7 separate regions of the Mus musculus genome follow, and regions 1, 2, 3, 4, 6 and 7 are each linked to region 5. Evidence: chromatin contacts called from public HiChIP or PLAC-seq and promoter capture Hi-C data. All regions are on one chromosome and are shown on one strand. The core of a region is the stretch at or near the end of the contact, and the rest is flanking DNA. Distances in the headings are between cores, read along the strand shown. Region 1 has its middle 6.1 kb from the start of Gm32533. Region 2 overlaps Exoc4 (exocyst complex component 4). Region 3 overlaps Slc35b4 (solute carrier family 35, member B4). Region 4 has its middle 37 kb from the start of Gm32533. Region 5 holds the start of Exoc4 (exocyst complex component 4). Region 6 holds the start of Lrguk (leucine-rich repeats and guanylate kinase domain containing). Region 7 overlaps Gm32533 (a long non-coding RNA gene).

Region 1 (3,602 bases), core at 42-2,541, 940 kb before region 5:
ACATGTGTGCACTCACACACACCATATGCCCACACATGTATACACACAGACACACACACATACGGGGGTGAGGGGAAGAGGGAGAGGGAGAAGGGCAGGGAGAGAGGAGAGAGAATTAATGCTATTAACACTTGTGAGGAACACAAACATAGGTGAGGTGATTAACTTCGCTTAGCTTTACCGCTAACAAATGGCTTGCTGTCTCCCTGCTGTAATAAAACACGGGACTCTATCTCTAGGTGGAGGAGTGACCTTTTCTCCAGTTAATCTAACAAGGCAGAAACGCCCCCTAGGTGGGAGGGTTCCTCTGAGGATAACATAGATTTTCTTCCCAGAATTTTTGCCACACTAGGGGCAACCCTGTGAGCCCCTGTGAGGTTCCTGTGGGTCTGCACCCCACTCCCATCCCCACTTCCCCCACCCCACCCATCTCGTCTGTCTTTTTCTTTCGGATGCTGGTCAGAGCCCACTGTGGTCTCCTCAATACTCTGTATTGCGTCCCGCTCGACCGGCAAGAAAGACGCAACAAACCAGAATCTTCCGCGGCAAAAGCTTTATTGCTTGCTTCTCAGGAAGATTCCGAACCGGGAAAATGGCGCTGCTTTTATAACCCGCAGCGTGACGTTTCAGCACCTGATATGGCGTGACAGCTCCCGATTCGTTGCTTGCCCATCACCCCACTATTACACCCCGAGAATGGGAGTGACTAGGAGTGAATTCACTCTTGCACCTGCGTACAAAGCTTGTTTACTAGTTAGGCACAGCGGAGGCCCACGCCATCTTATAATGGCGATTGCTCGCGGCACACACAGCTCTCCTCAGAGATTACTGGCGGCACACATGCGATTGCTCGCAGCACGTACCGGCTTTCCACAACTCTGGGCTTCCTTACTCTTTCTCTAAAGCTCCCCTCCAACCATGTGACTGACCTCTGTTCCCCTCTTTTCAAACAATATGGTTGTTGTTGTTTTCCTTCTCTTTTCCATACTATGCCTCCGTTCCCCTCCCTCCCCCCACCTCTAGGCAACTGTGAGATTGACAGTTTACCTGCTCTAGGCTTTTCCTTTTAGACTCTAATAAATTGGGCTCAATCTTCCATTAGAGTCTATTCTTAAACTCTGTTACTAATGAGACTAAGAATCTCAAAAAGGGACCCTCACTTTCCTGGTATCATTTGGAGGCTGAGTTGGGATTCTCCAAATTTTCTGGTGACACACCCATTTAGTTTGCTTAAGAATACAGTGCTATTCAACATATTGGCATTCATTATGGCAAGACACTGGGGAGCCTAAACATCCAAGAGAATAGACCTTGGATGTGGCTGAATAGAAGATGCCACGTCCACGAACCGAACACTTTCAGATGTTAAGAAGAGAAACGCGGGACCTGGTGTGGTGGCTCACATCCGTTATCCCAGCACACAGCAGACAGAGGTCGGTAGGAGGCTTGCCAGAAGATTTGCTGCAATTCAAGCCTAGTCTGGTTCACACAGCAAGTTCCAGCTAAGGCTACACGGTAAGATGATGTCTAGAAAGCCAAAGGAGCTGGTGGCACCATCACCAGGCTAATATGGAACCATCACCAGGCTAATATGGAACAGTTTCCAAGACAGATTAAGGAAAAATATTTGTGTTTAAAAAATGTATCTCTGCCTATTAGCTAATGAGAGAAATGCACAAAACTCAGGAACGGCAGAAGTATGTAAGGAAGGTAGTTAGTTGAGTTGTTGAGTTTCAAGGGAAGGGCTTACAATTTTAACCTTGTCATGGTTTGAATATGCTTGGCCCAGGGAGTGGCACTATTTGGAGATGTGTTGGAGTAGGTGTGTTTCTGGGACATGGGCTTTAAGATCCCCAATCCTAGCTGCCTGGAAGCCAGTCTTCTCCTAGCAGCCTTCAGATGAAGATGTAGAACTCAGCTCTGCCTGCACCATGCCTGCCTGGATGCTGCCATGCTTGCACCTTGATGATGATGGACTGAACCTCTGAACCTGTAAGCCAGCCCCAATTAAATGTTGTTTATAAGACTTGCCTTGGTCATGGTGTCTGCTCCCAGCAGTAAAACCCTAAGACAAACCTATTACATTTTTATGTCTTTTTGACTTTGCACTGTTGAATTATGAGCAAATTTATGATTTTTTTTTAGCAAAGAAAAAATAAGAAGATTCATCAACATAAAAGGTTAACACACTAGGGCAAGTGTCAAGTGAAGGGTGTTCTGAGACGGCCTCCTGCTCCTTTTAGTTCTGCTGCTTAGAGACTAATCAGAGTTCAGACACCATCAACCTAAAGAATTTGTTCTTTACTGTGCTTCTAAATGTAAAGTCAAAGAACAATTTGAACAGATATTTCTGTATGTGACCAATATTTGATTCATAAGTAAATGAACAGATGTTTAATCCTCCTAATCATTAAATAAATTTCAACCAAAATCTGAATGCATCTCATATGCTGTTCAACCTTCTTGTAGTTTTTTTTACTGTTATGAATCATAAGGTAAGTATCTTTTATGCAAAATATAGACTATACAATCCCCAAAGGGGTCATGTTCCACAGGTTGAGAACCTCTGCCTTAGGATAACTACCCAAAGATATGGTCGTGCAGACTGTTTCAAGTCTATTTTACACAAGTTAGAGTCATCTTGGAAGAGGGAAGCTCAACTGAGAAAGTACTTTCACCAGACTGGCCCGTGGGCAAGCCTGTGTTGCTTTCTTTTGGTTGATGACTATAATGTATAGTGAGAATGGTCTCTGTCAGCTCATAAGTGTCAATCCTTGACCCTGTAAGACCTGAAGAGCCTTACGTCTGGGATGTTCCACTCACAGAAACACAGAGATGGAGATCAATGAAACAAGCAAGAGGTTTATTGATCCTGCGAGCTGGGGCTGTCCTGCAATGGGGCAGAGGTGCCCCTGAATCTCCTAAGCACACACTTTCTATACAGTTTAAGGGTAGGACTTGTTAACAACGCAAGTTTATTTAAGCCCACTGTTGGCAGAGCTGACCTTTTCTTTCACCCCTTTAAAAATGGTAATTAGCCTCTCCCTTCCTGAGAGGCAAGTGTTTCATGACCTTCCCTAAGCAGCATTGATGACCCTGGGTGAGGTGATGTCTTAGTCACCAAAAGAGGGAACTGAAGCATTCTTGGTTATTATCTGCACCTGCCTTATAGTCGGGGCTTTCTTGTAAGCCTTGTTTTGCTGGGTCATTCTGGGAAGGGAGTGTTAGTCACAACCTTCTAGAGGAAGCTCCCCAGCATGCTATTCTAGCAAGGTCTTTCAGTGGCTATCTTATGTTCTCTACGGTCACACATTCCCACAGCCCCTCATTGGTGAAACCGATTGGGAAGAGTTATGAGGTGTGGCCTGGTTGGAGGAAGTGTTCAAGGCCTCAGAAACCTCCAGACATCCTCAATGCACTCCCTGTCTCTTGCTTGTAGATCAAGATGTGGGCTCTCAGCAGTCTCTGCAGCTGAGCCTTTGTGCCACCATCATGGATTCTAACCACCTAAAACCATAAGCTCAATTAAACACTGTTTTACAGGTTGCCTTGGTTACGGTGTTTTATCACATCAATAGAAAAGTAACGAATGTAACAGGTAC
Region 2 (3,370 bases), core at 721-3,220, 680 kb before region 5:
AATATAGGAAAATGTGAAAATTAAGCACATAAAACATCAATTTCAGAATATAGAAAATTAGAAAGCTCTAGCTTACAAAGACACATTAGGGAAGACTTGAGAGCAAAGCCATTTTGCTCACCATGCCATGTGGCTTCCTTTCAGCATCTGGGTTTGGTCTTTTCAGATTAGGAAAGGGGGAAAGCAATGCAGAGGAATGCAGAAGGTACTCTGTGTGTGTGTGTGTGTGTGTGTGTGTATGTGTGGTCAGGCTTGGGAAAATTTGTCCTTTACTTTGAGGAAGCCAGTCATATGAACCTGAGATGAGATAAACTTAACCATGTGGCAGGCCTCAGACTAGTTTAAACAGAATAGCTGAGTTATCAGCTAGCAGAAACAAGCCAAAGGGTCTAGGCATTTATTCATATATAAGAAGTCTCAGAGTCTTTATTTTGGGGAACTAGGGTGTGGGTGGGCTTCAGAACCACCTTGGGCCTCAGTCCTCAGGTGTCTCTAACTTCCTTTTGGACAGATGGAGCTTATTAAGTGAGGGGGATTGGACTTAGCCTCAGGAATTTACCTATCTCCTCTTCCCCAGTGCTGGGATTACAAGTGTGGGCTACCACACTCAGCTATTTTTATACGGGTTCTGGGGACTGAGCTCAGGTACTCCTGCCTCAGCCACTTATTGGATGAGCTGTCTCATTGGTCTGTGTTTCTGAATTTTAAACATGTTAGTTTCAACACTAAACTTTTATTTATAAAACAAGAAGGGGGTCAGCTTCCAGCTTCCAATTTTTCAGTAAGAATTCTACTAAAATCAATAAGTGATAGTTCTTGGAATTTTTACATAGAACAATGTAACCCAGTCCTTTCAGGCAGAAGAACAGCCTCACACGGAAGGCTAACTTAATTTCTTAAGCACGAGACCAAAGAGGCACCGAAGGATACATAAAGACAATCTGATGGGAGATCTTGGGCAAGTTATTTCTCATTTCTATTCCCTGGGATCTTCATTGCATAATAGCATCTGCCATCTATGGTATTCTCTGAGCAATGCCAGTGCCAGCAAATAAGCAACAGTGAACAGATCCATTGTCTGCCAGGAATTGGGAGGAACCCCAAGTTAGAAACTGACTGTATGCTATCACGACAAGAAGGAAATCTTATTTAACTAAGGCCTTCACACGTGAGGCATGTCTCGGAGAACTCAGACCTTAATTAGAGGCAGGCATTTTTCTGGGGAGATTATGAGTTCTCATTGTTTTCAGGCGCTCTGGAGGCTATGCAGGCTGGTGAGGCATGCTCACCTGCATCCAAAAAGCCCCAATTAAACCATTAATTAGAGACCAATTAGTTTCTGCAATGTATGAGATCTACTCTAAGTATAATAAACTTAAGAGAGGCAAGACCAGAAGAAAACGGTATAGGCAGAAATGGGTAGCAAAGTCAAAAGAAGGTTAAATTCAAGAAAAGTAACATTATTTAAATAATGTAATAGACGGTCCTTAAGAAAACACTCTTGGATATCAAATTATACTCATTTTTGTTTTATCACTGACTTTTATTAACAGGTACCTTTTTTTTATATCAGGCAGTAAAAGCTATAAAACCCATCACTTGCCTGTTTTTCCTGGCTGCCAGGAGTCAGAGCTAGCTTTATTATCACCGCTGAATTAAAGCTCCTTCTCAGAGCTTCTAGAGGTCATCATTATTAAAAGAATGTTTGGCAGAAGACTGGCCTCATGTGACCACAAATCCAAACAGAAACTGGTCAGATGAAGCCCTTTAAAGCGAAGCTTGCAAAAAAGGTTGGGATTGGAAGGGCAGACATGACTGGTGGCAGGATAAAGCTGGTTTCAAAATGACTGCGGAAACAGATGCAGGGAATATTTTGTTTCTGGCCGAGCAAAGGAGTCTGCAAGGGGAAGCAGTCAGTGTTCAGCCCAGGCACTGAAGTCTTCAGTCACAGGTCTGTCCTGACAGCTGTGGGTGCTTCCAGTAGGTGGCAGCACGGCATCGCTAATCCTATAGCAAGCTATGCCCCGGTCACTCCAGGAAAACTTAACCTTTTTGCAAAAAACCAAAACAATGTCCCTCTGCAATAAGCCTGTAGAAGATAAGTATACACAACAGCCCCCAAGGGAGGAATTCGACATTCTCAGTCATGGCCGAGGGCATTCCTAGACTTAGCAAAGTACAAAGGTCAAGGATGAAGCAGGGGTCCCACTTAGCACGTTTAGTTTCTGGGCTGGGCTCCTGGTACCTCGAGGAAGAATCTGGGTAGGCGAGCTCACGTGGGATGTGGGTGACTTAAAAAGAGACATGGCTTTCATTCATCCTGAAGGAGGCTGATCTGTGCACTGACAGGGGAAGTAGCATTTCTACTCAGGTAGCAGCATGGCTGTGTGCTCTGTGCTCTGCTGGCTTTATGCATCACCATCTTACTGCCCTTGGCCTATGGACCCTTCCTTTCCGAGGTTGGATGGCTCCATGCTGACGCTTCCCCAGGTCTGTTTGTTTACTCCCACCCTTTCTGTTAAGCTTCCTGTTGTGTCTTAGACACATCTGCTCTGAAGTCCCACAGGCATCTTACACATATCCTCACACTGTAGCCCAGTCCTCCCCGTTCCCCTACCTTACTTGCTGATTCTGTGTGTAGATGCTCCAGGGTCATCCTTAACTCCCGTTCCTCTGCCTCTGACATTCAACCATTACTTAAGTTGAGCTGGTTTTTAAACTCCGTCTTACTTCCCATATCTGTTTTTATTCCTGCTAGCTCTGAGCAGAATCATGACCACACCTTCAGCAATCACTTTACAACTGAGAACATTTACAACTGAGGTCCTACTCAGTTGGGGCTACTGCAGTGAATGCTATAAAAAGAGCCCTTGCCTATGGAGGTCCCATTCTATTGTGGGTAGACAAGGTGAACAATCAGATATAAAATAGGTTAGGTATATGATAACAGGAGATAAGTGAGGGCAAGGGAAATGATGAAGGGGATGTTTCGAGTTATAGGCAAGAAAGTGGCACCCACAGCTTACCACAGGGGATCTCACTTCCCCCAGACCTCATCTTTCAGGGTCCCTCACTTTCTGCTTGAATGGCTCTTCCCCAACTCTGGATAAATCCACTTAGTATTTAAATTATGCATCACTTCCTTACAAATTCTTCCTTGATTGTTCACCTCTCAGGATGATTAGGGAAATGTGAAAATGCGTAGGATATTTCCTTGACAAAGTTCTCTATTAATGTGGTATAAAACTTGAGCTACTCATTTTCTATGACAAATCATTTGGGACTTTTAAAGCTTTAAAGCTCAACATAAAAAAAACTTACTGCAATATAATTCAGCTACCATACAATTTCCATATTTGAAGTATAGAGT
Region 3 (3,479 bases), core at 300-2,799, 910 kb before region 5:
GCAGATCTGTGAGCTGGATGCCGGTGATGCTGGAGTAGACGGCTGGATCCCACCACGCACATTTCACGTTATTTGATTAGTCAATGCAAAGATCACACACTTCTTTCACCTGTTGCTTTCTGTAGTTAGAGCAGTCCTGCAGCGCTCATTGCACATTAGAAAGGAAGAAAACTTGAAAGTGGATCGAGAAGAGGGAGACCTTTCCTTCCATCTCCCACGTGAAGCCCCTTGGCCTGTTTACGGAGATGGAGAAGGAAGTGTGGCCCAATACAGCTCACTCTTTCAGCACCCTGAGAGACTGTTGCCCCTGTGAACCCAGCCACACACTTCCATGGGACTCCTGTGGGTTTCAAATATGTGTCTGTGAGAGGCGTTAAGACCTGGTAGCCAGAAGATACTTCTGAGAATTGTCACCTGTCAAGTCATCGATGATGATTGATTGATACACAGGCGTGAGTGTGCTCAAACCCCAGCTGCGGCAGGGTGAAGTCTTCTTGTTCCATAGATATGGGACTGCTTTTGGGTGTGCCTGGGAGGTGGCATGACACAGCATGTTTACATACAGAAACAGGCCTGGCTCTTTTCCGCTGATCACTCTGAAGGTCTGATTGTCCTCTCTTGGATCCCCTTGAGGAAGAGTAACCCTGTCACACAGCATGTGGCGCTTGTGTGCCCTTAGCTGGATTGTATGTGATTGAAGAACAAGAACATTGTGTTGCTTTCTTTCCTCGTCCCCACTTAGGGCCAGACCCTCATTACCCTCACCTAGCCATCTGCTCCTCTGCAAACAGCTACACACAATGTTTCTCTCGCACAGACGACAGCCTTCCATTCTTCCACTATGTGCTGACTGTGCTCAGACTGAGGAGTGGCTCTCCATCTCCTCGGCTCACTGTAGCTCTTTGTTGCACCCTCTGAAGATGCTCTTTGATGGGTCTGAACAGCAGCAGCAAAGAGAACTATCCCAATCCTCTGGGTCCCCTGGGAAGGCAAAGAGAACTGTCCTAATCCTCTGGGTCCCCTGGGAAGGCAGTTAAGACTTTTTTCTGTTACATTAAATGCAGATACTGTTTCTCCACCTAAGTCCCCAGGTTTGCAGACTGATTGTCATTCTGGCCATTGACAGCTTCCCAGTGCTGGTAATGGTCTGTTCTCAAAGACCTGAATTAGATGTGAACCCATTCACAGTCCCAGAAGCTCTGTAGCTACTTTGAAATATGTGGGGTTGCCTGGACCAATGTTGCTATAAATACCAAGTGTTAAAAGCCCCCTTAAAAAGACAGTAATAAAAAGTACTTTTTTCTTCCAGTTTAACAGAAGAATCTGTCCCTCGGGGCTCTTGAGGCTCCATTCTGATTACTCCTAACAGGCTATAACCTTCAGTTACCTAGAGCTTCCCTTTTTATGTTGGGAGAAGTAGCACACAGCTTGTAGTTCCCTGAGACTGGCTGATACAATCTAACTGGACCGGTTAGGGTTTCAGAATGTGTATCCCTTTGTGGGTTTTGTTGAAGGAGATGTAAGAACAGATAAGAGTGCGGGCTCTGCTGGCTCAAGCTAGCAAGTGCCCCAGCTGCTTCCTGCCGTGCAGTAGACAGAAGAAAATGTAACCGGCACTAGTTACAGTTTTGTAAAATTGCCCTTCTAAAGGTTCTGTTTTCCTTCTCATTGTGTATGCTTGTTGCACAGGGCCCTGTGGTTGGACACTTCCCTGCAGTTGAGTACTTCCCCCAAGCTCTCCTCTCCCCGTGTTAGGTCCTGCTGTTCCCCTGAACAGTTTTGCCTTCTACCTTCAGATCGCATACACACCGTGGTTTCATGTCTCTCTACAAAGCTCAGGAGCTACAAATAAGAGCACACATATGCTGTTTGTCCTCCCTACACCAGCTAACCCCTTAATAGGACCATCTCTGGATACATCCATAAAATCACTCTTTATAAAAGTCATTTCTCTTTGCCATTTGTTTGTTTGTTTGTTTGTTTGTTTAGCATGTGGACTGTAAAGGTTTTAAAAGGGCAAATAAGCCATTTTACCAAGGACCAGGCTCCATGGAATGTAGAGAACTGCCTATTAAACACCTTTGTTCAGAGACAGAGCATATCGTTTGTCTCAAAATAGAGCTTAAGACATGTAAAACTCTAGAGCAAAAGCCAAATAGCAAAGGCCTCTAGCCGGGAAATGTAGTGTGTCTGCGGCCGCACGGCAGCATGACTCGTGTATGAGGTGGCAGGACAGGGGTGGACGCTTGGGTTATACTTACTATCTCACAACCTGCTGTTGCCGACGCCGTCTTTATCACTTTCACTAGAAACATGTTTTCAGTTCTTAAACTTTTTTCTCGCAGTGCCGAGGATCAGACCTAGGGCCCCATAGATAGTGTGGATTCTTTTGTTTTCTTTTCACCCAATACACTAGGTAGACTTACAGTTGATTTTATGAGGTTGGTTCTGCATATCCTTTCCCCTTCTTCCTGCCCAGCTGACCAAAGTCCAGCACTCAGTTCTCTGCCAGGGTGGTTGGTGCTGCCTGTGGCTGCCCTCTTCTGTTCTGGGAGGAACACATGGTAGTTCTGAGGGGTCTCAGCCTGCAGTCATTTCCCGGGCCCGCTTTCCTCCATGCTGGGGTCCGCTTTTGGATTTTGTGCCTTTGCTCTTCCTGACCCCTGGGTTCCTGACTGCACCTGCATCCCCTTGGGCAGTTGAGTCCCTGGGGCTTGTGGTAATTTTCAGGAGTTTTCTAGGGTATTTATATCCATCTAGAATGCCTTGTCTAGTGTTTCTGTAAGCATCGCTAGTAAGAGTGCAGTGTATGGGAAGCACTCGGCAGAGAGCTTGCATGGAAGCTTTATCTGAACCGACTGCGTATTCTTGTCCAGCTCAGCCCAGGAGCAGAGAACCACTGCTACATGTCCCTTCTAGTTGGGCTCTTTTTAGCCTAAAGTCGGGGAAGGGGAATGGAGTCAGTATCTGAGCAGATAGCGTACTTAGAGGAAAAAGCGTGTGTTAAAGATCTGACACCCAGATCTTCTCTTTGGCTAGCGGCAGATAGAATTAGGAGGAACTCCTGCTACATAAACAAAGTGCTTTGGGCTTTCCGCTGAGAGTTATTGACTGCATCTTGTCTGTGGCACTTGAAGCTGACATTGACAGAATATAGAGAAAATGTGCTCATTACTACCAGTGTAGTGTTTGGAAATAAGTATTTACAGTATTTAAGCACTGGAATATGTTTGCTATGACCAGAGCTGGGATTGGAGGCTGGCCCTTCTCAATTTTATTGTATATTCTTTTTTTTTTTTTAGAAGTTTCCTCACTGTAGACATTCCAGGAATGGAAGAGGCCGGGAGCATGCATAATTCATTTCTGAACTGCCAGCTCCTGGCAAAGTGTCTGACGTGTGTTACATGAGAAAGTAAATGCTTGCCAAGGCCTCTTCCTCCCTCTCCATAATGGTTCCTTACAGCCAAGGAAGGGAACAG
Region 4 (3,611 bases), core at 429-2,928, 990 kb before region 5:
AAATGGAGGTGTCTGGTGCTGATGCATTTCTGCATCCTCTCCAGCTTGTATTTTTCTAATTCTTCTCATATATATGAAATTATCTTAAAACTTTGTTGTTGTTGTTGTTGTTATTATTATTATTATTACTATTATTATTATTATTATTTGTGTGGGAATACTTGCAGAGATCGAAGGACAGCTTCATGGAGTCGGCTCTCTCCTTCGGCCTTTACTTGGGCTCAAGGGTGGAGCTCAAGTTGTCAGGTTTGCAGAGCAAGCCAACTTGTTGGTCCCCAAGAGAAAAATGTTTGAATATGAAACATCACGGTAGGCAGCGGGCACATATGTGGAGGAGAAAAGATAAGCAGGAAAGGGTTATTCACTTTGCCTTGTGCACAAATGTCAGATAAAGGTTTCAGTCATACTTGGTCAGTGATAAGGGAGAACTGTCTTGGAAGTATAACATCTAGCAAAGGCCTTGGGAAGAATAGTCCTTACCTGGGTGACAAAGTTAGAATCAAAACAGAAAGATATGCTGGTGGGAGGGGCGTGGAGGGACAAGAGGAGGTAATGGGGATGGAAAGAGGAGAAGAACAGCTGGAGGGTTTATGTAACCTGTGTGTGTGTGTGTGTGTGTGTGTGTGTGTGTGTGTGTGTGTGTGTGGTGTGTGTGTGTCGGGTATATATATATATACTGAAATTGTCCCCAAAAAATGAATTAATGAAAAATATAAAATCATGACAGTACATAATAATAATACTTCTCAAAAAAGAAATATACTCAGGTAACTTTATCTGGCTTCTCTTAAAACATTTACCTGAAAAATAAGCAACAGTCTTGACACTTAAAGAAAAAGAAACAGTTTCTGCTGTGCGCTCCAGCCCCAGTGCAGCTTTGTGTAATAAATTCCGCTCCTCGGCCTACTCCGGGGAGAAGCAGGCACTCAGCAGGACTGTCACAGGACACAAGGAGGGGCGGGGCGTCAGCTTTCGTGTCCATTCTTTCCTTGGCTGCCAACCTTGGCTGAACTTTGTTGTTTGGAAACCAAGTCTACTGTGACCATTTTCTGTGACGCCACTAGTAAAACTCACTTTAAGTCTCCACAAGTGTGTGCTATCCGTTAGCTGTAAAATGTCCCCCACAGACTCCCCTGTACTTGAACACGTGGTTGCTGGTGCTGCTTTGGGAAGCCTGGAGTCTTTGGGGTAGGAAGCCTGGCTGGCAAGAGCAGGCTATTACAGAAGGGCTTGAGAGTTGTAACCTGCCCTGCTTCTGGCTCCAGCTTTCTGCTTTCTGGTCAGATAACACAATGTATCTAAGAGGCATCCTGTATTGTTATGGGCTCCACCATTAGGTGTCTATATAGTGGCCAGATAACACAATGTATCCAAGCTCCATATTCCATGTTGTGGAAGCTTGGATACGCCATGCCTTGCCTGTAGTGACAGATCCTTTCCAACTATGAGCCCCAAATAAGTCCCTCCTCTTCTAAGTGGCTCTATCTGGCACTCTGTTACAGCGACAAGAAAGGTAACTAACAGCACAGCTGTTGTTTGGAATTAGCCCACAAAGAACTGACAATCACTGGCCTTTCATTTGGAAGAAAAGGGGAATACATGAAAGTCCAGCCATGCCAAGCATGGACTCTGGGCCTCTCTCCCACCCTCCTCCCCACTCTGGCTTCCTGTGCTCCACATGAGTCACAATCACCTGACACTGCCTAGTCAGAGGCTGGGTAATAGTTACAAAGTGTCTCGGTCCTTTCTCCTGCTTATTTTTCATACAGGGTCAGGCTTCTGCCTTCTGTGTTCACTTGTATATTTCGAGAGGGAAAAGGAAAGCGGGGAGGTGGAAATGAGAAGGAAGAAAGGAGCAGGAAGCATCCTCTGGAAATAGCAGGCTTGGAAGCAGATGATTGAATGAAACCAAAGAGAGACTATCCATGTGCCACCTTGAAGGAGCCCGATGTCCAATCTCAGGCTTATCATTCCCACCGTGCTTATGGCTGCTGGCAGCGGCTGCATGATAATCTGCAAGTCATATAATGTGGATTTATTTTCTCAATTGAATTTTTTATACATTATTGAAATAAATTTGGACTTGGCCTTTATTAAACAACAGGGAACCGTTACAGGTTCTTCACGGAGGAAATTTGAATATAGCAGCTTATATTTGCTGTCAATCAGAATCATGGCAGGGCACATGAGGCACATGGGGCACATTCTAAAGTGGCGTCCATAGAGAAATCCCATGTGGATGGGCGTGGCCTTAGCAGAGGAACGTACTGTGGCAGAAACCAGAGCCACCAGGATAATAACCCTGCTTGCTCTTTATGCTTGTCTTAGTCAGGGTTTTATGGCTGCATGACCAAAGAGTAAATTGGGGAGAAAGGGGATTAGTTGGCCTACATTTCCAGGTCACAATCCATCATTGGAGGAAGGCAGGACAGGAACTCAAGCAGCGCTGGAACCTGGAGGCAGGAGCTGATGCAGAAGCCACGGAGGGATGCTGCTTACTGGCTTGCTTTCCCTGACAGACGTTCATTCTGTTCACCATTTCTCTCTCCTTCCTTACCTGTATGCCTTAGATGAAGGAAGCACCTCCACTCTGCCCAGGCTCTTGACTGACCAGTGCTGACGATGGTATTTAATACCACACAACACAGCAACTGTTTAGGCATTGGTTTTGTGTGATGGCGTGGGTGAGTGGTAGTCCCATAATGGAGACTATTTTCCTAAGGATCAATAGAGAAACCTTTTTTTTTTTTTTCATGTTGATGCCTGACAGCACTTAGTGAGTTCTACCACTCAGCAGATGATCAATATAAACTTCCTACATTTAAAGAAATAACAGAGCAAAGTGTTTGTCAGACCTTAGAAGATGTGTGCATGTGTACACAGGAGCACATGCGCAGTGTCAGCTAGGACCCAACCCAGGCAGCAGAACCGCATTCGCTGAGAAATGAATGCTAGCACCTCAGGTACCCCTGAAAGTCACTGGGTGGGCAGAAATAAGGGGCCACCTTTAGACGATTGATTCGGAGACAAATCACCCTAGTCATGATGGATAGGAAGGAAAGACATGATTACTAAATCACACATTGTCTACCACCTCTGACATGAAGACCCATCATGGAGACAGGGAGTTGAAGGATAACATGCATTTTCCTCGGACTGACCTGGCATCCCACTGCAGTGCAAGCAGAGGCTTCCATCTACTTCCCTATTACACAGGCGAGTGTAGCTCACTAGCACGTCTAGATTGCATCTGGAACCCCAGCTCTAACACAGCATGGAAAGGAGGTTTGGGGGGCCTCTCTGCCCTTGTAAGAAGCCTGAGAAGGGACTAAAACAAATTCTCCATGCCAACAGCCTGGGTGGCACATGGCAGTGGGAGTGCGCACAGAGCTTGTGTGTGCTGTCATCACTTTGTATATGAATGCGCCATCCTAGCTCCATGTAATTGGAGCATCAGGAAGTTCAGCAAGATGGAGGTGAGCGCTGAGGGATTTTAGATGGGGCATTTATTTGTATTCTGGTTGGTTAAAGTTGATGGATTTTGAGATCACACTTGACTGAAAATGGGTGTTCCAGAAAGACACTCTGTGCTATGAAAAGAGGCAGTTTCC
Region 5 (3,636 bases), core at 538-3,037:
TTTTCAGTTTTTAAGTATCACATGTTGAGGGTAAATCTAACTGCCACTTAAGGAATCTGACATATAGCCTAAAGTTTCAGAAGCACAAGGAAGAGGACGGGACATTTGTTTACAGTTGTTATTCTCCCTAACTCACTCCACTTCCATGGAAGTGACCACTCCTTCCATGAATTCTGAATCGCCATCTTTCTCCAGGCCCATACTCTCCTCAAAGGGGATAATATATCTTGTCTTTGCATACATAACTCAGGTCACTCATTCCCTCATTCAACAAATATTTCCTAAGTACTAAATAAATGCTAGGCACCATACTACATACTTATCTACTGTATAAGAGAGTGTTGACTATCTGGCAGGAAAAAAAAAAAAAAAAACAAGATCAGAAAAGGATTCCAAACACTCATATTAGAATTCCAGAGAAAATTAAGGCGCACTACTACAAAGGCTCCGGCTGAGGTTTTAATATCATGGGATAAATCTGAACTGTACATTGTTAAACTAAGAATGTGTGCCTGCAGTGTTTTCTCTTCAGGGCCTACAAAGTGTATCACTTTCACAGACAGTTCTATCCTCTCGTTTTAAAATAAAATTGATAAAAACAGGCCATTCTCTTAAACTCTGCCATAAACCAATACACGGGTCCTTTTCAGTCGATTAAATGGTAAACTTTTAAAGCCTTTCAAAGCTTGATTTACCCATTCTCTCAAGGGCTTAACCTACCAGATTCTGGTGGATCCTAGGTTTTAAAAAGATAATCAGGATCATTACAGGAGCTCTCTTAACTCAAATCAAAGTGAAGGATAAGTCGAGGAAAGTGGGAAGCAAGGGGTATTTGTTTTAGGAAAATATATGGGATGAAATGCAAATGACAACAATGGATAAGTGTGTCATAATGCATTTTATTCAGGCTGATCTAAGTCTGTTTAACATTTTAAACATTTAAAAATAAGAAGAAGAAGACTAGTAAATAGTCAACCACCCCCACTCTCACCCTAATAGTTTAGGGAAAAAGTAATGAGGAGGGCAGTTTGAAATTCTATTTTTGTATGGTTTTGAGTAAGAAACTGGAATAAGAAAGCAATAAGAAAGAAAGAAAGAAAGAAAGAAAGAAGAAAGGAAGGAAAAGGAAAGAAAAAAGCAAAACAAGAAGGAAGGATGGATGGATCACTTTAATATTCAATGCTAACAGCTCACGCAAAACCTAGGATCTGAAGCTGTGGCTATTCACAGGTAGTGGAAAGTGCCCAAAGTTGGACACTCTGCAACTCCTAACAGGAAACTTGGGCCTGATCCCCACGAGCCCAGGACACCTCCCGGCCTTCAGGAGTGTGCACAGCACCAGGGTCAACCAGAACCTGTTGTAGGAATGAATGAGTACACCTGCGCTGGGTTTCTTCCCGAACCCAAGCGGGCCAGCTTTTAGGACCGGGGACAGAAGTAAAGGCCATGCCCCGAGGAGAAGACTGGGGAGGTGGGGTGTCCTCCCCTTAACCCCGGCCCCAGAGAGTCTTAGAACACTGCCCGGCGGGGGCGGGCAATAGGCCCTGGGGAGGGGCGGGGGAGGCCAAAAGGGAGAGAAGGGCCGGCGGATGGGGCCCAGCCGATGCCTCTCCCTTCCACCGCGGAAGTCCAGCCGCTGCCCTGACCTCACCCTGCCTGCCTCCTGCCTCCCTCACCTGATCACCGAGATGAGCAGCCCCGAGGGGTCTTTGCTTTTGCTGACTGTGCTCCTGTATTTCCCACCAGCTGCTTCTGCCGCCATCTTGGTACGGGAGCGAGAGCCAGGTGCTTGACAGGACCGGGAAAGTGTAAACTCCGCGGCTGACCCGGAACATCCACCAATGGCAGAAGAGAAGCGCTTAGGCGCGGAAGTGAAAAACCCAATCCCTGGAGTTAGGAGGCGGGACTGAGACTCAGCTGGAGGCTGAGGCTCCTGTCCTCTCTAAGCATTCTGGGAAATGTAGTTCTTCTGCCGGTCCCGGGCATGCCTGGACAATAAACCAAGGGCAACTTCATCAAGCCTCCTTACTGTCTCTTTAGATCTCTTCAGACAGACCTTAAGTTGTTTTTCAGTTTACTCCATTTTATAATTTTACACGCTTTAACTTAATGTATCTGATGATAAATTGCAGATTCTTCTATTTAAACAAAGGTCCCAAAAGAATGCTTGTGTGTGCAAAAATATTAACTTCAAATACCATCTTTAAATCAACCAAATGCAAAAATGTACACGCACAGAGATTTTTCTTTGGTATTTTTCTGAGACTGAATGTTTCTATATTCGTCTTATGTACAAGTTCACTGTTGCGGTTATGCCAAGTCGCAGGCTGCAGGCTGTGAGGGGGAAAAGTACCTGTCCTAGGGGCTGTCACATATATATATATAGTTTCTCATGTTGTGGTGACTCCCAACTATAAAATTATTTCATAGCTACTTCATAACTGTACCTTTGCTATTGTTGTGACTTGTAATGTAAATATTTGATATGCAGGATATCTGATATGCAACCCCAAAGGAGTCAACCCCACAGGTTGAGAACCACAGACCAATTTCAATGGATACAGGAAAATCTTTTGTAGAAATTCAACCATACTTTTAAAATAAAAGCACTCAAAAAAAAGTCCCAAAAAGGAGGAACCACTGCAGTTCTTCGGGCGGGGGGGGGGGGGGGTTACTCTCATAGCACACCTTGTATCAGCACAGCAGCGGTGGCGGCTTCCAGAAGGGTCTGGGCGTCTGGTGGAGAGGCACAAAGTCCAAGCACTTTCCCTCCAGTCGGTGTTGTGGGGCGACTGAGACCATGGAGGAGTCGGAGGAGTCGACACCTGCTCTGCACAGAAGGAAACGGCGCTCCACACCTTTAGCTCCAGCCACACCACCTTCACAAACAACAGAGAAAAGCCCATACTTCCAGACCACAGAAATCTCACTTTGGACAGTGGTGGCTGCTATTCAAGCTGTGGAGAAGAAGATGGAATCCCGGGCTGCCTGAGTGCAGAACCTGGAGGGACGTGCAGGGTCAGCAGAGAAGAAGCTGGCTGACTTCGAGCCAGAGAGTTCAGCAACCAGCCGGAGGGCAAGTGGGCCGTGCTGGGGACCCTGCTGCAGGAGTACAGGCTGCTACCGCCACGACTGGAGAATGTAGAGAACCTGCTTCGCCACAATAACTTCTGGGTCCTTTGGTTGCCTCCCGGCAGTAAGGGGAAACCCCAAAGGTGTCCGGGTCCCTTGAGAATGATGGGGTCTGTTTCTCAGAACGAGAGTGTGAGAACCTGGAGGACTGGCAGAAGGAGCTCTACAGAAATGTTATGGAAAGCAGCTATGAGACGCTGGTCTCTCTGAAGGTTCTTGGCCAGCCAGAGGAAGAAGTGGAGTTGGGTGCAGAGATGGTGGGTGACTCAGTGGAAGAAGGTACCCACTTGGCAGATGGGGCCATGGTTAAACAGAAGATGCTGTACAAGCAGGAGGGCCCTGCAGGTCTTCCCAGCACGTTTTCCAGTGCAACTGAACAGCAGGCTTTCTTTGGCGCGGAGCAGGCTGTGTTCTGGAATAGTCCAGGAGATTTTGCCCTCTTGGAATCAGGCCCACTTGCCCTCCGGAGGAGAATTGCTCCTGCTTTGTCCTCCTTGGCTGAGC
Region 6 (3,314 bases), core at 591-3,090, 780 kb before region 5:
ATGAACTCATATCCAAGGAGCCTGTGCTAATTAGAATCATAAGTAATGCTGGTGGTTCATTTGTGAATTCCTCTGGGGTGGAAGATGGTGGAAACCACACAAACATTTCGAAGGAGCACAAACACAGCTACGGTTTGTCGTAGTCTCAGCTGAAGGTGGAAAATTAACCAACAAAGGGAGAATAAAATAAATGATGGCCTTTTTGGTTGTTTGTTATCATTATCTTCATCATCATCACCAGCATCACCATCATCATCATCATCATCGTTATTGTTAAGGCACGGTCTCACTGTGTGGTTCTATCAGTGTTTCTAGCTAATCAGAAACTGGGTGTGTAGACCAGGCTAACCTCTAACTCACGACAATCACCCTATCTCTGCCTCTCAGTGCCGGGTGAGAATGGCAAGAACGCCATTGCCAGCACACTGCTATAGCCAACTTCAAGCAACGTTAGAATGCAACCAGCCCAGGAAGAAAGATGTAGACTAGGAAAAACAAAAAGAGGGATGAGGGGGGAAATAGGCCAAATATTCCAAGTGCAGGAAAGGGCATTAGAGACAAGAGCCCAGGGAAAGGAGGGCAGAAGTGGAGTAACGGGAGGTCAGAGGCAGGAAGGACAAGAAAGAAGGCAAACCAGGAGCCATGTTTGACAGGGGGAGAAAGGTGGCTTGTGAAGAAGCTGAGGGAAAAGAAGGGGGAGCAGCGAAAAAAGGCAAGAAGTGAAATCAAGAAAGATGTTGGTTCTGAGTAGCTATGACAGAGAGAAAAGCCTAACTGGGTATGAGAGGGAAACAGATCAACCTACGATTTTGAAAAAGCACAATAAATAGAAGCCAATACTAGGAGTAAGGGAATGCAAGGTGGAAGGAAGCGAAGGGATGAGGAAGGACAGTCGGTGTGTGGGAATACAGTCAAGTGGGGAAGGGAAGTGGAATCAGGAGATTAGGAAAATAGTTAAGAGCGTTGGGAACGCTCCCCATAAGCCAAACTCTGCCAACTAGGGGTGAGCTGGCTCTCTCTGATCATGCTGTGGCTCCCTTCTAACCAGAAAGAGTGGGAGTGCTTAAATAGGCACACAAATACCCCGAGCAGAAGTAACATATAAAACGTATACATTATTTCGTCTTCAGCAGAGCATTGGGATTTTTTTTTAAACCACCCTGGAGGAAGGAAGAAGATGAATGGCCCGCATAATTTTGTCAATGCGTAATTTTGAAAGCATTAAACCCATACTGGTACACTGATTTTTTTCCCCCCGTTATAACAGTGTGTAATCTGACAGATAAGAAACTAGGAAAAGAAAGTAAATATTTGGAGGGTTTCACCCCCTTTCTCCAAGACAGGAGGTGAAGCACACGAGAAATGGGGGAATAAAAATAAGCAGCAAAGAAAAGCCCTTGCCCTCTGGCTAGAGTGGAGTGGGCTGAGCCCAGGGCTAGAGAAGGCAGAAGCAAGCTGCCGCTGAGGCAGCCAGGTTGAGCGGCTGGAGGATGCCTGAGACTGGGGTGCGGGTTGGGGAGGGGGGGAGGCACACCTCCAAATTCTGCATTTCGGACTCCTCTGACTCTTCAGATTCTCCGTCCTCCTGTTGCTTCTCTTCTTGCTCCGCTTCTGCCTCATGAGAGCGGTGGATGAGCTGGTGGAGGAGGTAAGAGGAGGCGCTTCTGAAAGTCCCTTTTGACTTCAGACCCAGGGGGAAAGAAGGCCAACGGCCCTGACTTTGTTTTTCTGTGAGCGACAGTATCGCCTGGGCTGCAATGCGAGAGGCGCCCAAACCCCGCCTGAAACGGGTGCCTTTCCATCTCGAGGGATTTCGCTCGAAGGCCGCCATCTTGTTTATACGCGTTGCCTAGGAGACTGACGTCATGGCCCGCGGCGCTGCAAGGAACTCTGGGGGGCTGTAGTCCAAGCTTCCGTACTTGCACATTCTGTCAAGGTCTCCATTGGCGTTCACTTTTGCAGCGTTCTGCTGCTTCTTTTATTTTCCTCTTTACGTTCAGTGGCTAGTGTTGTTCCTTTTTGCATGTACTTTTAATCCCTTTTCTCCACCCACTTTCTTTGTCTTCTTGCTGCCTGTCCTTCTTTGAGCTTGTTCACCTCACATTTGATAACATTCACACAAGCATCTCCAGTCTGGCTTCATTCACACCATCGAACTTTGGAAGCATTTGACATCCCTAATTCTGTCGGTCGGAAAGCTAGTAAAGATGAAATTTAACACTATGCACAGCGCCGTGGGAGGAGATGAGGCCGTGACATAGAAGATTGAAAAGACCTGACTCCTCTCCTTTTCCTTTCATTGTAGATAATGAAGAGAAACTACCAAAGGATTTTAAGAGCTCATTTGTAGTTAATTTACATACCTGTCCAACTCTGAGTCTGGTCCTTGGGAAGAAAAAAGCTAGCAGTGGGACCAGAGGGGCAGATTGGGGAAGGGAAGGAAGGGAAAGGGAGGAGAGAAAAGGAAAATAAATCAAACTAATTGTAGTGTATCTGAACCCCTGTGAAGAGGTTAGTATTCCATCAATAATTAGTCAAGTGACCTGCATCTGTAATTATTTTCATCCTGCTGAATAGTTTTATCAAATGTTCTTCTTGAAGGATTAGAAAAGGCATGGCATTCTGCTAGTGTGATTTTATGAAACCCAAATCCTATAGCCTTAAGCTCCACAAAATAGACATGCTATAGAAAAACAGAACGAGAACTGTAGCAACTATTATTGCCATAGCAATGACAACAGAGATCCTGACAGGGAAGTTGTCTTCATCCTCTGGCCTTACTGGGCCATTTCTCCATGCTTCAGTGACAGCCATTACAAATACAAAATGATCCTATCAATGGCTGTCAGGGGAAAAGGAGAAAAAATTCTTATGGACACCATCCATTGACTATTATCTTTCTTAGTGCTTGAGGGACCATTAAAACTGACATAAAGCTTTCAGAATTACCTTCCTTCATTATCTTGCGGCTCGTAACTGGAAAGGGCGCAATGAAAGTATCTCTCTGCTAGGTTTGCCTTGCCTGTTATTTCTTTTCCTAGTGGGTACCGATTTTGACAAGGGATTTCTCTCCAACCTCATTGCCTTAGGGTCTGGATCCACCTAACTAAGAAGACTAGAGTGTTCGCTCTGCTCTTGCAGAAATTATAAAAACGCAAACCCTATGTGTGTCTTCAATAACTTAATCAGCATTTGTAGCAGAGGGAACTTTGCTAACGGCAATCTACTGAGAAAAATGTTTGATGGTAGAGTTAGGATCTGTCAAAGAATAATTTCAAAACATGAAAAACATGTTTGCCCTACAAGGACTAGAA
Region 7 (3,434 bases), core at 126-2,625, 970 kb before region 5:
AGGCAACGCACAGCAATCTAGAACTCGGGGTGAGGATGGGAGAGTGGGGAGAGGAGGAGTGGGGGCTGAAGTCATAAACTGGAGACTCACCAGGACAAAGAGAGTTTTTTAAACAATGCAAAAGGATGCTTGGAAGATGACTTCGCTGTTAAGAGGGCTTGCTGCTCTCCCAGATGACAAGCTCAGCTCCCAGGACCCACATCGAGCAGCTCAGAACTGGCTATAACTCCAGTGTGGGTGAACACTGACTTTTGCAGGCATCCACATAAAAAAATAGTACACGTTTACACACACACACACACACACACACACACACGCACACACACACGCACACACGCAAACACACGCACACGTCTATACAAAAACAAAATACATCTTAGAAAGGATGAGAATGACTACGGTCACTTTAGTTACCGTACCAAGTGAAACACCAGCAGGACCAAGATTGTACCTGAACAATGCCAGTATTTATAGTTCATGGGCAGAAAAATCCACCAGGAACCCCAAGATGGCTGGCGGAATGAGGTATCCAGATTATCATCTGGCAAGAAAAGGGGGACAAGCGGGTGCTGGAACACAAAGTACCATCTCAATATGGAACCAAGACCTACTTATGACTGGCTAGGACCACAACTGTTTAGTTCTTGCTCAATAACCCTCACTGTCCTGTTCTCCCAACTCCTTTATGTTCTGTGTTTCCAGTAAACTTTTTACTCCAAAATCTGTCAGCACAGCCATCCATTCATTCAACCTGTCGACCCATCTGACTATCCACCCACCCTTCTAAGTCCTAGACTTCTTATTGGGGGCACAAAGGGACACAAGAAGGAGCCCTCCCTCCGGTCTGTTTTCTTCCCCAACTGGTCTTTGTTTTGCGGTTCTAAGGAGATGGAACAGACTGCTTCTCCACTGTCCTGGAATTCAGTCTTCATAAACCGCCTCGGATCCCAGTTTAATTACGCCGAGTTAGTAGCAGTAATAAGAGCAATAAGAGCAGCACCGTGATTAGAGCAATCTTCCTCTTAATGAAGAGGGGGGATATTTCCAGCTTGCAAATCACCCACCCTGTGTCTTCACAGCCTGGATGGCTCCTACCTCATGGAAGCCTGCTTCCCCTCAGTTAACTCCCCAGTCTGCCAACATTTGCATTTTCTTTCAGCCTGTCAGCATGAAAAACTCTTATGTAGTGATGCCTTAAAGGTCAGCACGGTACCTGGAAAAGACTGATGAGACTATTTTCTTGAAAGACAGGCCTGCTGATTTCTGCCTGTCACTGAGCCTCCTACACCCAACACCCCTTCTGGCTCACCACAATCTCTGCTCAGGACTGCCACCCTCCCCAACTTCTGCAAAGTCTCCGCTTGTCCAGTAGGGCCCTTTCCTCCTGCTGTCACGAGGACTCATTTTTTTGGTGCGTCATTTACCCAGCTAGCTTTGGAAGAACAGTTCAGTTTGCTCAAGTCCCCTATGTAGATTAACCTACTACCTTCTGTAACCCTGCTCCTTCTGGCTCTGAACTCCATCTCCACCTTCTTTTCTCCTTCTGTGGCCTAAAGGCAATTGGCCCGTCTATTCTCTGCCCCTCACCCTGTCCCAGTAATACTTCCTCCAAACCAGTTTTCACTGCCCCAATCATCTCTGATCTATTTTTAGGGGCAGTGTAGTGTGCGGCAACTACCTTTCTCTTCTCCCTAAACTCTGAATCAACCCTATCAGCAGATTGCCTCACAGCCGTTTTGGAAGCCGGTAAGGGCATAAATCCTTAGTAAATAGATAGAGCCCATCAGCCTGTGTTTGCCATGGCAGGTGATGAATTACAGGAATTCCACTTGCAGCCAGTGAGAGCTGTCAACACAGCAATGACTCCACCAAAAGAGAGAGTGCAGAATGTCCTCCCCCTGGTGGGAGGAGGGGGGTCTTTCCAAATGAAATGACGCTGCTGTAGATGATTGAGTAGGACAGACTAGGTGACTCTTCAAAATTATTAGTTGTTTCTACTATTCATCTTTCCCTGACTCTGCCCTCTGGCTCCAGGAACATGAGTGCAGTTGTGATGGGCCACACCCATCCTCCCCACTGTGTGTCTCTGTTGACTGGATTTACTGTGGGGTGAATCCATCAAAAGTTATCTGAAGTGTTTCTTGGAGTCGGTGTTCAGTCTAGGAACCTGATGTCCTTTTCTGTCTGTCCCTGAGTGATGCTGCCACATCTCATGTGTGACTCCGCTCGTGTTTGCAAATGTACTGAATTTGTTGATTCTGTTCATCCATCCACATCTTGAGCACATGGGAGAACCTCTCCGGGGCACTGAAAGTCTCCTCTGGGAAAAGGTTAATCTGTAGAACTCTTTGCTGGACAGAGTAATGATGAGCCCGAAGGTGTGTTCCTGGGAAGTCTTCGGAAAGGAAAAATCAAAGAGGATGACCTCACCCTGGTACTCTGCACAGGTTTGGGGTATGCACTAGTAATGGTGTGCACTAGCAACGGTGTGCACGAGTGATGGTGTGCATTAGAAGTCAGTACAATAATATCAATGGTAGGCATTAGCGATGGTGTATATTAGCAGTTGATACATTAGCAACAGATACTCAAGCAATTCAGTTGCTCCACAAGAATTCCCCACCATGTATTAAGCACCACCAGATGGAAACTCCCCAAACCAGATCATGTCATTAGTGGTACAGCAGGAAATAGAGTTGCCTTCCAGTGACAGAGCCCACTGTATAATAGAGATAGGCGGGAGCTCCAGAGCCAAGGGTGAGAGGCTGGCCTCTGCACCTAGACAGATCTGAGCTTCTTCCCAACTTCAGCATGGCTCCTCTCATTACCAACCCCTTACTGAGCCCCCAAGTTCTTCTGCGAAGTGAGGTTATATGTAAGACAGTCACTAGGGCTAAATGAACAAACAGAATGTGTTCAACCAGTGTCCGGTGCACGGTTAAACAGGCACTGAACTTAGCTGGGCTGCTCTGTTTAAGACATGCCTCAGGAAGCTTGGGAACAAATATCTCCTCTGAGAGTGTCATTAGGAGGCAGAGGAGACATTCTAAAGTCTCTCTCTTATTGGGGCTTCTATTTCTGGATTTTGTTACTGTCAACTACAGACCAAAAATACTAAATAGAAAATTACAGAAATAAGCAACTCATGTGATGTAAATAGCGTGTTATTCTGAATAAGATGATGAAATCCTGAGGCATCCTGTTCCCTCCCATCCTGGGTGTGAAGCATCCTTTTTCCAAGGTATCCATACAAGATACACTACCCGACCTTGGGTCACTCAGATTTCACTAGACGCCATCTCTATTACAATACTGACTGTTGCCTTATCACTCACTGTCCTTGTGTCCCAGTGACCCCCATTTCCACTAAAATGACCACAAGTGCAAGAGCAACGGCACTAGCAAATCAGTCAGGCTAGAAAGAAGCTGTAAAG

Evidence for each region. Promoter capture Hi-C pulls out the DNA fragments that hold promoters and counts their contacts. HiChIP or PLAC-seq counts read pairs in DNA pulled down with a chosen protein or histone mark.
Region 1: an H3K27ac HiChIP or PLAC-seq map of embryonic stem cells shows a contact between it and region 5, with 4 times the contacts expected there. The contact joins the enhancer-like site here to the promoter of Exoc4 in region 5. A contact is called at or near these places in 7 of 39 promoter capture datasets (cranial neural crest, embryonic stem cells, liver and 3 more), 8 of 484 Hi-C or Micro-C datasets (CD4 T cells, CD8 T cells, muscle stem cells and 2 more), 6 of 115 datasets of contacts at active chromatin or transcription factors (embryonic stem cells, large pre-B cells and trophoblast stem cells) and 1 of 9 other capture datasets (embryonic stem cells).
Region 2: a promoter capture Hi-C map of the C10 cell line shows a contact between it and region 5, with 7 times the contacts expected there. The contact joins the enhancer-like site here to the promoter of Exoc4 in region 5. A contact is called at or near these places in 12 of 39 promoter capture datasets (the 3T3-L1 cell line, 3T3-L1-derived adipocytes, the C10 cell line and 5 more), 5 of 484 Hi-C or Micro-C datasets (the HL-1 cell line, centrocytes, embryonic stem cells and 2 more), 12 of 115 datasets of contacts at active chromatin or transcription factors (the 230-238 cell line, bone marrow-derived macrophages, embryonic forebrain and 8 more) and 5 of 9 other capture datasets (adipose tissue, embryonic stem cells, liver and 2 more).
Region 3: an H3K27ac HiChIP or PLAC-seq map of microglia shows a contact between it and region 5, with 5 times the contacts expected there. The contact joins the enhancer-like site here to the promoter of Exoc4 in region 5. A contact is called at or near these places in 1 of 39 promoter capture datasets (embryonic stem cells), 1 of 484 Hi-C or Micro-C datasets (erythroblasts) and 4 of 115 datasets of contacts at active chromatin or transcription factors (astrocytes, embryonic stem cells and microglia).
Region 4: a FOXA1 HiChIP or PLAC-seq map of pancreatic cancer cells shows a contact between it and region 5. The contact joins the enhancer-like site here to the promoter of Exoc4 in region 5. A contact is called at or near these places in 6 of 39 promoter capture datasets (the 3T3-L1 cell line, 3T3-L1-derived adipocytes, embryonic stem cells and 1 more) and 5 of 115 datasets of contacts at active chromatin or transcription factors (bone marrow-derived macrophages, embryonic stem cells, epiblast stem cells and 2 more).
Region 6: a contact with region 5 is called in a promoter capture Hi-C map of pre-B cells, with 4 times the contacts expected there. The contact joins the promoter of Lrguk here to the promoter of Exoc4 in region 5. A contact is called at or near these places in 16 of 39 promoter capture datasets (the 3T3-L1 cell line, 3T3-L1-derived adipocytes, the C10 cell line and 8 more), 11 of 484 Hi-C or Micro-C datasets (the C10 cell line, CD4 T cells, CD8 T cells and 8 more), 9 of 115 datasets of contacts at active chromatin or transcription factors (astrocytes, bone marrow-derived macrophages, embryonic stem cells and 5 more) and 3 of 9 other capture datasets (adipose tissue, liver and macrophages).
Region 7: an H3K4me3 HiChIP or PLAC-seq map of bone marrow-derived macrophages shows a contact between it and region 5, with 6 times the contacts expected there. The contact joins the enhancer-like site here to the promoter of Exoc4 in region 5. A contact is called at or near these places in 7 of 39 promoter capture datasets (the 3T3-L1 cell line, 3T3-L1-derived adipocytes, embryonic stem cells and 2 more), 1 of 484 Hi-C or Micro-C datasets (the G1E-ER4 cell line) and 3 of 115 datasets of contacts at active chromatin or transcription factors (bone marrow-derived macrophages, embryonic stem cells and trophoblast stem cells).

The regions. Positions count from the first base shown.
Region 1 is chr6:34,189,315-34,192,916 of GRCm38.p6, reverse strand. No RefSeq gene overlaps it. Among named protein-coding and RNA genes, the nearest start is that of Gm32533, 6.1 kb to the left of the region's middle. Within about 2 kb of position 1,291, at least 11 of the 459 cell types and tissues checked have an H3K27ac peak or open chromatin away from gene starts, as enhancers often do. A contact at or near this core is called in embryonic stem cells, where this site is marked.
Region 2 is chr6:33,928,526-33,931,895 of GRCm38.p6, reverse strand. All of the region lies in intron 17 of Exoc4 (exocyst complex component 4), which reads right to left. Among named protein-coding and RNA genes, the nearest start is that of Gm13853, 62 kb to the left of the region's middle. Within about 2 kb of position 1,970, at least 48 of the 459 cell types and tissues checked have an H3K27ac peak or open chromatin away from gene starts, as enhancers often do. A contact at or near this core is called in pancreatic islet, where this site is marked.
Region 3 is chr6:34,154,356-34,157,834 of GRCm38.p6, reverse strand. Slc35b4 (solute carrier family 35, member B4) reads left to right here. Exons shown (of 10, transcript NM_021435.3): 10 at 1-1,956. Among named protein-coding and RNA genes, the nearest start is that of Gm13855, 21 kb to the left of the region's middle. Within about 2 kb of position 1,549, at least 122 of the 459 cell types and tissues checked have an H3K27ac peak or open chromatin away from gene starts, as enhancers often do. A contact at or near this core is called in erythroblasts and microglia, where this site is marked.
Region 4 is chr6:34,232,693-34,236,303 of GRCm38.p6, reverse strand. No RefSeq gene overlaps it. Among named protein-coding and RNA genes, the nearest start is that of Gm32533, 37 kb to the right of the region's middle. Within about 2 kb of position 1,678, at least 42 of the 459 cell types and tissues checked have an H3K27ac peak or open chromatin away from gene starts, as enhancers often do. A contact at or near this core is called in bone marrow-derived macrophages, kidney and pancreatic cancer cells, where this site is marked.
Region 5 is chr6:33,247,279-33,250,914 of GRCm38.p6, reverse strand. Exoc4 (exocyst complex component 4) reads right to left here and starts at 1,787. Exons shown (of 18, transcript NM_009148.4): 1 at 1,677-1,787. The coding sequence starts at 1,762. It also overlaps the pseudogene Gm1401.
Region 6 is chr6:34,027,974-34,031,287 of GRCm38.p6, reverse strand. It overlaps Lrguk (leucine-rich repeats and guanylate kinase domain containing), which reads right to left and starts at 1,840. Exons shown (of 20, transcript NM_028886.1): 1 at 1,535-1,840. The coding sequence starts at 1,831. Gm38786 (a long non-coding RNA gene) reads left to right here and starts at 1,564. Exons shown (of 4, transcript XR_868961.1): 1 at 1,564-1,648.
Region 7 is chr6:34,215,037-34,218,470 of GRCm38.p6, reverse strand. All of the region lies in intron 6 of Gm32533 (a long non-coding RNA gene), which reads right to left. Among named protein-coding and RNA genes, the nearest start is that of Gm32533, 20 kb to the right of the region's middle. Within about 2 kb of position 1,375, at least 8 of the 459 cell types and tissues checked have an H3K27ac peak or open chromatin away from gene starts, as enhancers often do. A contact at or near this core is called in bone marrow-derived macrophages, where this site is marked.